Linked DNA regions of Mus musculus: region 1 is linked to region 2. Evidence: chromatin contacts called from public Hi-C data. All regions are on one chromosome and are shown on one strand. Each heading gives the region's core, a stretch centred on a gene start, on an enhancer-like site or on the middle of the called end of the contact. The rest is flanking DNA. Distances are from core to core; before and after follow the strand shown.

Region 1 (5,637 bases), core at 118-2,617, 37 kb before region 2:
CCTGGGAACAAGAAACTATGTGTCCTCTCAGTGATGCTGAGAACCTAAAATTGCTCTACAGTTAGAATTGTTTAAAAAAAATGGTACATTATGTTTTTTATTGAACTCTTCCTACATCTGAAATCATCCAGGTAAAAGGTGACTACTTTTCTAGCACACAGTTCTAAGAATTACTGTCAAATGATTTTTCCAGAGAGCTATCTCCAAAATTAAAGTTTTTTATTATTATTATTTATTTTATGTGTCTGAGTACACTGTAGCTTTCTTCAGACACACACCAGAAGAGGGCATCAGATCCCATTAGAGATGGTTGTGAGCCACCATGTGGTTTCTGGGAATTGAACTCAGGACCTCTGGAAGAGCAGTCACTGCTCTTAACCACTGAGCTATCTCTCCAGCCCCCAAAATTAAAGTGTTTGTACACACTTTGTAGCACATTTTTGCCTTTCAAGGGTGTAGTATTAAAGTCCCTCTTTCCTCCAGCACAGCAGGCCATATAGATGTGGTGCTTCAAACTGTGGATATTGAACTTAAGCTTCACTTCCCCGGGGTGGGGGTGGGGGTGGAGCGATTGGCACAGTATTGCAGAAAAAGCCTTGCCCATCAAGCTGATCTGACCTGCCCTGAACTTTCTGAAAGCTGGGTCATGAAGTCCATCCACCAAGTCTCAGAATCTGCCATCCTCCAATGTCTTCTTTCCGCAGATTGTTGTTGTGTTTCTGCCATTGCTTCCCCTGCCAAGTTTCTGCACAACACAACACACACACACACACACACACACACACACACACACACACACACACACACACACCAAGAACAATTTCTTTCCACAGTCCCTGAACTAATCTCTGAAATTCACCATCCCTGGGGTTGATTGCATATCCTGGTGAGCGGTCCTAAGTCTAGGAAAATCTAAACCAAGTCTTCCTCCCCACCTAGACCAGCCTCTACAGCCTAGTCAAACTTCAAAAAGAAATATGCATTCTTTGCCTATCTAGAAGACTGCACACTCACTTATAAAAACAAAAACAACAAACAAACAAACAAAACAGGAAAAGGACACAGCCTAAAAATCGGTTCTGAGCATTCACTACCCAGCTCTACCAAGGGCAAACCCCAAAGGAGGGAACAGTGTTCTGCAGGCAGGGAGGCACCTGGAGGACAATGCTTTGTACATTCTCCCCAAGCTCCAACCCTTTGTCATTCTTCTCTGCCTTGCAGTTTTTCTCCGACTCAGCCTTCAAGCCACATAAAGTGGCTTCTCGGAAACATTAGCACTGAACTGGAGGGAAGGAAGGAGCTAGAGGGAGGTGGGGCGAGGTGATGGAAGGGCCTTTTTAGCTGCCCGCCACACTGGCGCACACTCGCACACACCCCACCCAGAGAGGTGGCCGCGGGTGAGAGGCTGTGCGACCCACCTCCTGTCCCTTCTTCTAGCACGGAGTATAGAGGCTGCCGCATCCCTAGCATCACCACGCCCAATCGCCAGGTCTCCGCCCTGCACCGTCTACCGGGCTGGGAGGAGGGAGCTAGGGGTGGGGACCCGAGAGCTCAGGGAGCATCGAGGAGGCCTAGCGACGCGGTTGGCAGCCGAGGGCGGGGTCGCTTCATCCTGAGCAGACTAGAAACAGACAGACTCCGTGCAGGCCTAGCCTGCGCTCCAATTGCGACTCTAGCCTTTTCAATCCTGCCCACTGTGCAGGCTGGTCTGGTCTAGCCTGGGTATCCCGGACTCCTAGTAGCAGGCACTGTGAGCAACAGGATTTCAAAGAAAGAAGCAGAGGGAAGAAAGAAGCCTGGGAAGAGAGGAAGACTTCCCTTGGATCAGAATCCGCAGGTGCACTCACCGGGTGGGCATGATCCGTGGGGCCAGGTCAGTGAAAGTCTTTTTTTTTTTTTTTTTTTTTTTTTTTTCCCAACCTCTTGCTACTCCCGCGAGTGTGGAAGAAAGAGGACCTAAGGTCCCTTTGCTCCCTTCAACTGCCACACCCACCTGTGTCCGTTTTTCACAAACTCGAATTTAGCCACCAAGGATTGCACCACCAGGAATTTAAAGGGGCTGAAAGAGGTGGGGATTGGGGGCGGGGAAGGTGGGGTCAGCAGAGAATGAAATCCAACTATTTCAACCGGAAAGCTACGCTCCCAACCCCCCCCCCCCCAAAAAATCACACTCTTGCGGCTCCTACGGGTTCAACAATATACACAAAGGTAGAGATGCTTAACAGTCTGTTATTTCTTTTCCGTCTACTCCAGTGGAGTTGTTACATGGGTCTCAGGACCAGGGCCAGCTTATGCTTCTTGACTAGCTAATAAAAAGGCATGTGCTTTAGAGCGAGTGTCTGCAAAGATAAACACGCAGACACAGCATTGCTGACTTACCTAGGAAAGATCAGAAAATCTACACACCCCAGAGAAGCATTAACAGGCAAATAAAGAACCAGCCCGTTTCTTAACAGTTTGTTTGTTTGTTTGTTTGTTTGTTTTTCAGGTCAATGAGCACTTTATAATGAAAATTAAAAGTTTTAGTTCATTTTAATTTGGTATATAGTACAACTGAATATCATGAACTCTCGAAGGGTGAATTTTTTTTCTTTGCATGTGTGTGTGTGTGTATGTATGTGTGTGTGTGTGTGTGTGTGTTCCAAACAAGATTAATCAATCAACCAACCAACCAAATAAACTAAAGCCAGTTTTTTAAATCATAGCAAAAAGTTTTACAAGGCTTTCTTTTCTTTTTCTTTTTCTTTTTTTAAGTTTTAGAGTCAACAGTAAATTACTTTAATCCAACAGCAATTTTGCCAGAACCAAATTTGGGGCATTTTTTTTCCCTCAAAGAAAACTTATAAAAGATAAAGACCAAATTAATATATGCTTTTACACAAATGATGGGATTTTTGGTTGCCGACTGTGAGTCGCTGTTGGGGGCAGAGTCATTTCTGCCTAGAAACATTTTTTTTTTTTTTTCCTAGCTCCGTTCCCTGTACACAGGTGAAAGAGACATCCTTTCTTTCTGTTTTTGCCATTTTCACGTATTTAAGTTGGAGTTTTAATTCTTACAATTTAAGATAAATGGAATTTCTTTCATTTAAAAGCTACTTCTATCAGATTTCTATGTATCATATTACCATGTTTGTTAGACTAACTCATTCATTAGCAGATGCCAGGCAAAATATGGCGTTTGATGTAATGGAACATAGACGAACTGTTTAGACCACTGATGCCAATTTTGTTCACGGTAACTTTTTAAAAGCAACTACAGTTGTTTAAAGGAGGGTTCACTTTTAGAAGTAAACCATTATGTGCTCGGTACACAGAAGCTTGGGTGTGCATAAAGTGTGCCTGGAGTTCTGTGATGCAGAACTAGGCTTTCAGTGTACCTGATGCTGCTAAGGAGAGAGCTGAGTCAGGTTTGGATGTCTGCCAAAAGCATCCAGCGCCTCTAGCTCCCCCCGCCCCCCACCCCCACCCCCACCCCCAGGGGAGCCGCAGGTAATCATGGGAGCCCTCCAACTGTAATGCTTCTGTGTGTGTGGGTTTTTTTTTTTTTTTTTTTTTTTTTTTTGCTACTTGTTGCTGGGGTGATTTGACTGCAAAGAAATTAAGAGAAGGCAGCAGTGCCGTTTATTCACATTATTTAATATTCTCGACTCTCTTTGTCCACGGCAAGGGAAAATCATTTGGTTCATTTGCATAGACAATAAAAGCGCTGAATTATGTTTGCACATCACACGGTGGCCAAGTGTGAGAAGGATGTGCATCTGTGTGGTATTTTTTTCTAAAATTTATCATGACTTTTCTAAAGGAGCTAAAGCTTATTAGTTGTAAATGGACCCGTGCAGATGCCCCCGTGCTAATAATATTTGCTTTTGCCTAAGAGATTTCTAATTTTTTCCCCAATGTTTATAATCAGAATGTGTGATTCACATTTTTGATTCTTTGTGCTCCCCTCATGACCTCATGTCCTTCTGCCCACCTCTAGAAAGATCTTCCAGTCTTCTCTCCCACATGCATCTCATCCACCAGAATTTCTATCTACACAGCCACCAAGTTGATTCAGGTCAGCCTCGTTTGCAATAGTACTTCAAATACTTCTCTCCCACTTCAGTGATTTGCTTTCCTGTAATTTACTCTCCATTGGAAGCGGTATCATCATGTTTACTGTTTAAAACACTCACTGTTTCATTGCTGCATTTTTTTTTAATTAAACGTGGCAACAGCAAGACTGAGAAGTAGCAATAGCAAGTTCCTCTAGCATGCTCTTTACTCTTTGAACTTCTCTGATCTGTCTCTTCTTTCTAACCTCTGCAAAACCCAACTTCCCTTCTTTCCTCCCCTTTCCCTCTCTCCCTCTGATCTCATGTCTGTCTGCCTCTCTCTTCCTCTCTTCTCCTCTTCCTCTCTTCCTCTCTTCCTCTCTTCCTCGCTTCCTCTCTTCCTCTCTTCCTCTCTTCCTCTCTTCCTCTCTCTCTCTCTCTCTCTCTCTCTCTCTCTCTCTCTCTCTCTCTCTCCCTCTCTCTCTCTCTCTCTCTCTCTCTCTCTCTCTCTCTCTCTCTCTCTCTCTCTCTCTGTGTGTGTGTGTGTGTGTGTGTGTGTGTGTGTTCCTACCAAACTGGTATGTTAGTGTGCCTGGAACACTAGAAGCAATATCACAGCCAATATCACAGCCAAGGGATATCTCAAATACTGTTTCTTGTTTCTGTTGCCTGTTGTCGTGTGTGTGTGTGTGTGTGTGTGTGTGTGTGTGTGTGTGTGTGTGTGTGTTTCTGTGTGTGTGTGTGTTTGTCAAGCTACTTCTCAAACTTTATATCTCAACTAAGAGATCTCTGTATCCAGCAGATCATTGTTGATACCCTGTCAAAACAGGTTTATTTTTTGATTCTCTTGATCTTATAACTTTCTTTGTCATCTTATAGTTTTTGTTATGCTCCTCTGCTATTTTGAAGATTGGCAAAATCAAAATGAAAACATCTCTACTACCAACTCAGATTCTAGAATAGAGCTGAAATGAACAGTAGAGGATTTGTATATTTTTATATAAATAATGGTGCATGAATATATTAATTATTTCACTGTACCATTCATCAACAATAGAAATATATATTTCAACACTGTAAGTAATCAAATACGCTGGGAGTTTATAACTTCGTGGTATGATTTTTGAAGAGATGAAATTTAAATATCCTGAAATACAATCCCATTTTCCATCAGTGCATGTAGTAATGTGTTCAAAGATAAGTAGATTATAATGTATACTTAGGAAGGACTTGGCAATAAATGGATTAAATATTAAAGAAAATTTGGAATAAATGAACAAATGTGATTTCTCTATGAGTGGAAACTAATCAAAGATGATGACATTATTACGTAAGTCTTTAAGGATTTGAGATTCACTGAAACCGTTGTTTAAGATATTAAAACACCAGTTTTAATAAGTACAGAGACATGAGTGAACTTGAGGCATGGCAGTGTGCTAAGATGATTCTTAGGTTCCATATGATCTTTGTGTTTGCTCCAGGTACTTGAGGAAATTATCCTACAAGTGTGAAGTACTTTATATAGGGAGGTCAGAGAAGGGGAAGGGGTCATGAAACTGCTTCACCAATATTGGGATCAAGAAAAGGGTTTCAACACTGACAC
Region 2 (6,052 bases), core at 1,772-4,271:
TAAATCTCAAAGCCTGATATCAACATTCGTTTTATAAAGTATATGAGGGGTATATTCATTTTCTCTTTCAGAGCAATACTGCATATGAAGAAGTTATGAAAACATATGCTATATTTTATAAAACATATTTTATATGTTACATAAAACATGATATATATATATATATATGTGTGTGTGTATATATATATATATGTATATATATTTGGTTTTTTTGAGACAGGGTTTCTCCATGTAGCCCTGGCTGTCCTGGAACTCACTTTGTAGACCAGGCTGGCCTCGAACTCAGAAATCTGCCTGCCTCTGCCTCCCAAGTGCTGGGATTAAAGGCGTGTGCCACCACGCCCAGCTTAACATGTCATATTTTATGTAAGTAGGAATTTTAATTATGGTTAAAAATTTTATGTCATTCTATCATGTGCATGAATGATAAAAACATCTTATCTACCATGTTAAATGAACTAAGTCTTAACTGTTCTTATAAATAGGCAAATTAATGATGGAGTATTTCCAAAGGAAATGACTCCACAGATAATATAGTGATATAGCAATATTTATCAAATATTAAAAAGAACATTAAAAATAAATAACAAATATATAACTGACATGTTCTTGGTAAGCATGAGTGTATCAAGAAATAAGCATGATATTATTAGAAGGCCACAAGTATAAAACCAGAAATTTTAGTTTTACAGCATAGAACCAGCAAACTAGCAGTGGTTGAAAGAGAGACTGCCCCACTTTGGGATCCATCCCATCTGCAGACACCAAACACTGACACTACTGGGATGCCAAGAAATGCTCCCAGGCTCTGCTAGCACCTGACAAAGGCAGATGTAGACACTCACAGCCAACCACTGGACTGAGCCCAGGACCCCAGTGGAAGAGCTAGGGGAAGTAACTGAAGGAGCTGAAGGGAATTGCAACCTCATAGGAAGAACAATAATATCAACTAACCGGAACCGCCCCCCCCCGCCATCTCCTGAGATCCCAGGGAGTAAAACACCAACCAAAGAGTATACATGGAGAGACCCATGGCTCCAGCTACCTATGTAGCAGAGGATAGCCTTATTTGGCATCAATGGGAGAGGAGGAGCTTGGTACTGTGGAGGCTTGATACCCCAGTGTAGGGGGATGCTAGAGAGGTGAGGTGGGAGTAGGTAGGTAGGTGGGGGAGCACCCTCTTAGAGGTAAAGGGGAGGGGAGGTGGGATGGATACTTTGCAGGAAGAGACCAGGAAGGGAAGAGGGGCAACAACATTTGAAAAATAAATAAATACAATAACCAATAAAAATAAGATAAGAAATAGTAATAATAATAAAAGACTGACACAGAAGGTCCAGTAAAAACACTGTTCTGTAAATGCACTTCCATTTGTGTTAGGAAGCTGATGTTTAAATACAAGTATCAGGGTGAAAACTTGTGTATAGTCAACTATAAATTGTATTTTCTTAAAATAAATCGTTTGACGTTAAAAAAATCCCACAAGTCTGTTCTGTTCCCTTCATATTATTTAAAAACAGTTTGTCTTCATTTCCATTTGTTCTCCATTCTTACAGATGTGATATTACAGAATGAACAAAAACATGACTGAGTTCTTTCTTTTCTACTATTTATAACAGTAAAGTTAATTTTAATTAAAAAATGCAAAGCACACAAATACTGGGGAGACAGCCAACCGTTCTTAAAGAGCGCAGCTGTTATTGTCAGAATGTGCTAACTGAAGGAAAGGCTTCAGGAAAGAATTCTTATGCATTGGAGCTCAATAGGTAAAGTGTTTGCAAGCACAAGAACCTGAGTTAGATCCTCTAGCAATTACATTGTTAAAAGTTAGGTATGGTAGTTTGTGCTTGCAGTCTCAAAGCAAGAAGGCAGAAACAGGAGGAACCGTGAGACTGGGTTGTCTGGGCTTATAAATTGACTTCTTTCCAAGAAACCATCCAGGCAGCCAAACCCCTTGCACAGTGTCTTGGGATGTAGATGTAGAATTCCTTAGCATCCCAAGAAGTCATCCAGACAGCAAAACATAGCCCCAGGGACATGAACTATACTTTCAGAGCATCTGAGAGTCTACACCACAGTGAAAGCTTACTCAACTGATGCAGAGCCAATGCTTGAACATCTGAGAGCCCAACTGTACTCTACACCCCCGCCCCCAGACAGGAGAACACCCAGGAACACCATATATAGATCATTTTATTTCACACAGGTTATCTAACTTTATTTTGATTTATTATGTTAAGATGTCTTGTTGTTGTCATTTGTATTTTGATGTGTGTGGTGCTCAAGATAAAACCCATGGCCTTGTGTGTGTTAGGCAAGTATTCTGCTACTGAGCTGTCTCCAGCCTATTAAAAGTGATTTTTACACTAATAATTAACTTTCTTCTTTGCAATGGTAAGCTTTATGATAAAGAGATTTATTGATCAGGGACTAACTTAGATAAAATAAACTCAATATTTTATTGCTAAGAAATGTGTGTTTTTCAATCTAGAAGTTTTTGTGTGAGAATTAACAGATTTATAGACCGTCTCATTAATCTTCTTCAATCGATTGCACTTAGGAGCAGGTACATATGACAATTTAAGCACATAAAAATGGGTTACACTTTAACATAGTTCTCAAGCAATATGTTTTTGCATATTTAAAAATTAAAGTGAGGAAGATCCAAGTTAAAGATCATGCCACAGTCACTGGAAGGCTGTTACACAGATAATGAGTCTTTTCTGTGCCACGTTTGAGGTCTGAGGGTTTGTGATTACTTGACTGTGCCCCTAAGGAAGTTAAAAACAACTTGCCTGTCATGTTAAATTTGATTTTTAAAGAACAGTTGGCCAGAAATTTGCCTTAAACACACGGACAAAGTGTGGCTTCTAGATTCTTGATGGGCAGGCATTATTCGATTACATTTCTTGGGATTGTTTTATTTAATTACAAGAACAGCTCACCAAACAAGCTAGTCACTGATTGAATTTCTAAGCTCAGGTCTGCTGCGTAAAACCAAATGACTCATCAGGAAAACTCTTCAGTGACTCACATGCCAAGACCTTCATGGCAAATAAATATTCCGAGGCATGGACTCTCGTACTGTAAGCTTTTTATACGCACTGAGATCCCTCTCCCAGTATTATATTTGTATATTTGTGTATACTGGACTGGGGAACAGCAGAGCATAGCTTTTGTTCTGGCTTGATTACCCGTGTCACAGTCTGCTTAGACAAGCTATCAGACCCTCTAAAGGACACCTCAGTGTCCAGGTTGGATTGAAAGGCTTCAGGTTCCTTCAAGTATTCATTAAATCAGAAGTGGTTTTCGGCAGGATCACTGCGTTGTATAGGTTTGGTCTCACTGGCACAAACCAACACAAAGGAGGAAAATGGAATTCAGAACATCAGCAAGCATCACCCGTAAACAGAGCTTTCGCTACTCGCTATGCTCAAGAGTGCTCGAGTGAACTTCTCTAGCAGGTTACCCACCCTTTCCATTCTGTTCATTCCCAAATGAAGACTTCATACATTGTATTTGTGCCCCATTAAAAGTTTTAAGTGTTACAACCTTTAAAGTACTATAATACCAAGTGATAAACTTAGGCATGAGTATGAAGCAAGATCACTCACACTTGAGAGTATCAACACGGAGGTGGTTTACTTTCTAATTTACATTGGGTCATAGGAAATCACAAAAGACTCTTCAAACAGTGTTTAGTGGTTTCTCTTTCAAATGAATGGTGCACATAAAAAGATCTCCTCATCTAAAAAAGCCAATGGTTACACTGTAATGTTGACTTATTTGAATGCGGATCCTTTCAGAACAAGGGATTTGAAAATTGCAGGCTGAGGTTTGCATATCAAATCAAGATGGTTAATAGTTACTGAGCCTCAGTGGGGATTAATAAACATAGTCTTAGAGTAGTTGGGTTTTCATTTCTAGGCCATAAACTTGATTTGAGTGGTGTTAATTATTTCATTTCTGTGACAGAGTACCTGGCAAAAACAACTTCATCAGTTCTGTTTGGTTGACAATTGCAGGGGATGAAAATCCCTCATGGCAGGGAGGGGCAAGAGGTGAGAGAAGGCGGCAGATGGTCATTCTGTGCCCTCAGACAGGAAGCAAAGAGTGATTAATGCTTCTGCTCAGCTTGCCTTCTGTTTACTCAGGCAGGAACCCCAGGTCAAGAGATAGCATCATCTGTATGAATATACGAGTCCACACCATGCCTAATCCAGACGATTCCGGACAGACAGGCCCGGAGATTAGGTCCAAGGAGAGTCAAGCTAATAACCAGCATTAACCATCACATGTGAGGCTGATAGGAAAGTGTCAGTTAGGAAGATTAATTTGCTTTAATATAGGCATTTGTATATATGAGATGTTTAAAGATGTCTGTATGTGATATGTGGAAGTCTAACTTAAATATTATCATTAGCAGGGAGTACATACTTTTAATGCATATTTATATTATGAATTCTTATGATTATGATAGTACATATATACGTATAACTCCAGGACTCAGTACTCAGGAGTGAAAAAGGGGAGAGGGCACAGGAGGACAGATGATAAGTTTGAAGCCTGTCTGGGCTACAAAAAGATAGCAGAGAAGGGTATGGTTAGGGAGGAAGTAGACTGTTTCTGGGTTCATAGGAAGAATGCAAGGATTTTCTTCCAAATAAAGTTGTTGTTTTTCTGTGCCTCTGAAAGTATGTTAAATAGTGCCAAAGCGGGCTGGAGAGATAGCTCAGAGGTTAAGAGCACTGACTGCTCTTCTGAAGGTCCTGAGTTCAAATTTTAGCAACCAGATTGTGGCTCACAACCATCTATAATAAGATCTGACATGTCTTCTGGAGTGTCTGAAGACAGCTAGAGTGTATTTACATATAACAAATAAGTAAATCTTAAAAACAAATGAATAAATATTGTCTTAGTCAGGGTTTTACTGCTGTGAACAGACACCATGACCAAGGCAAGTCTTATAAAAACAACATTTAATTGGGGCTGGCTTACAGGTTCAGAGGTTCAGTCCATTATCATCAAGGTAGGAGCATGGCAGTATCCAGGCAGGCATGGTGCAGGCAGAGCTGAGAGTTCTACGACTTCATCCAAAGGCTGCTAGCGGAAGACTGACTTCCAGGCAGCTAGGGTGAGAATCTTATACCCATACCCACAGTGACACACCCATTCCAACCAGGTCACACCTATTCCAACAAGGCCACACCTTCAGATGGTGCCACTCCCTGGTCCAAGGATATACAAACCATCACAAATATATTCTAAAAAACCTGCCAAAGTTCCAGTTTTTTCATGATTTATGATAGTATTAAAGAATATCAGATTATCTGATAGCCCTTCATTTTATAAGCTTATTATAATATGGCCAAGGAGCAGACAACAGTTGATGGTGAAGTTCCTGGCTTTAAATGGAACAGCTATACCACCTACTCCTAATCAATGAGAACACTGTAGGAGAGTGGGCAGAAAGAATGCAAGAGCCAAAGGATGTAAAGAAACACAGGAAATAGAAGTCTTGTGGACCTGACACAGCCATTATACCCAGCAATTTATGGCAGCAGTGGTTATCTGCATGTACCCTCATGTGATTGGTCCTATTAACATTCGTCCTAAGGGAGGGAAGAGCTCATGAGACCACATCCCTCCCAGAGGGACTACTGGCAGTGAATGGCTGCTAAGGAAGTAGCTGTCACTTTTGTCAGTAGTGTAGCCTCTGAAAGGATTCCTTGGCATGAATGCACAGCCTCCTACCCAGGCTTAGGCAAATAATGCCAATTAAACTCATTGAACCACACACAAATAAACCATGGAGATGGGCGAGGGAGTTGTTGGGTAGAAGCAGTTCAGTGGGTGATGGATGGAGATGAAGGAGCAATGGGGTTACAGTGATTAAAATCTGTTATTGAAATGTATGAAACTGTCAAACGAGGAAGGTATCCAATAAGTAACAAGGCAGGAAAGTGCTTGTCTAGCAGGCAGATTACCCTTGGTCCCATCTCCAATACTTCAGACACAGAAACGAAAAACAGCCATTGTATCTCCTAATTAA

What was found. Hi-C and Micro-C count contacts between places; a contact is called where the count stands out from the background.
Region 1: a Hi-C map of the N1E-115 cell line shows a contact between it and region 2, with 4 times the contacts expected there. The contact joins the promoter of Scn9a here to the enhancer-like site in region 2. A contact is called at or near these places in 2 of 39 promoter capture datasets (the HPC-7 cell line and macrophages), 4 of 484 Hi-C or Micro-C datasets (the N1E-115 cell line, nephron progenitors, neural stem cells and 1 more) and 2 of 9 other capture datasets (adipose tissue and pancreatic islet).

The regions. Positions count from the first base shown.
Region 1 is chr2:66,630,692-66,636,328 of GRCm38.p6, reverse strand. Scn9a (sodium channel, voltage-gated, type IX, alpha) reads left to right here and starts at 1,367. Exons shown (of 27, transcript NM_001290674.1): 1 at 1,367-1,873. It overlaps Gm35265 (a long non-coding RNA gene), which reads right to left and starts at 2,565. Exons shown (of 7, transcript XR_374598.4): 1 at 1,848-2,565.
Region 2 is chr2:66,594,455-66,600,506 of GRCm38.p6, reverse strand. All of the region lies in intron 1 of Scn9a (sodium channel, voltage-gated, type IX, alpha), which reads left to right. Among named protein-coding and RNA genes, the nearest start is that of Gm35265, 36 kb to the left of the region's middle. Within about 2 kb of position 3,021, at least 30 of the 459 cell types and tissues checked have an H3K27ac peak or open chromatin away from gene starts, as enhancers often do. A contact at or near this core is called in the N1E-115 cell line and pancreatic islet, where this site is marked.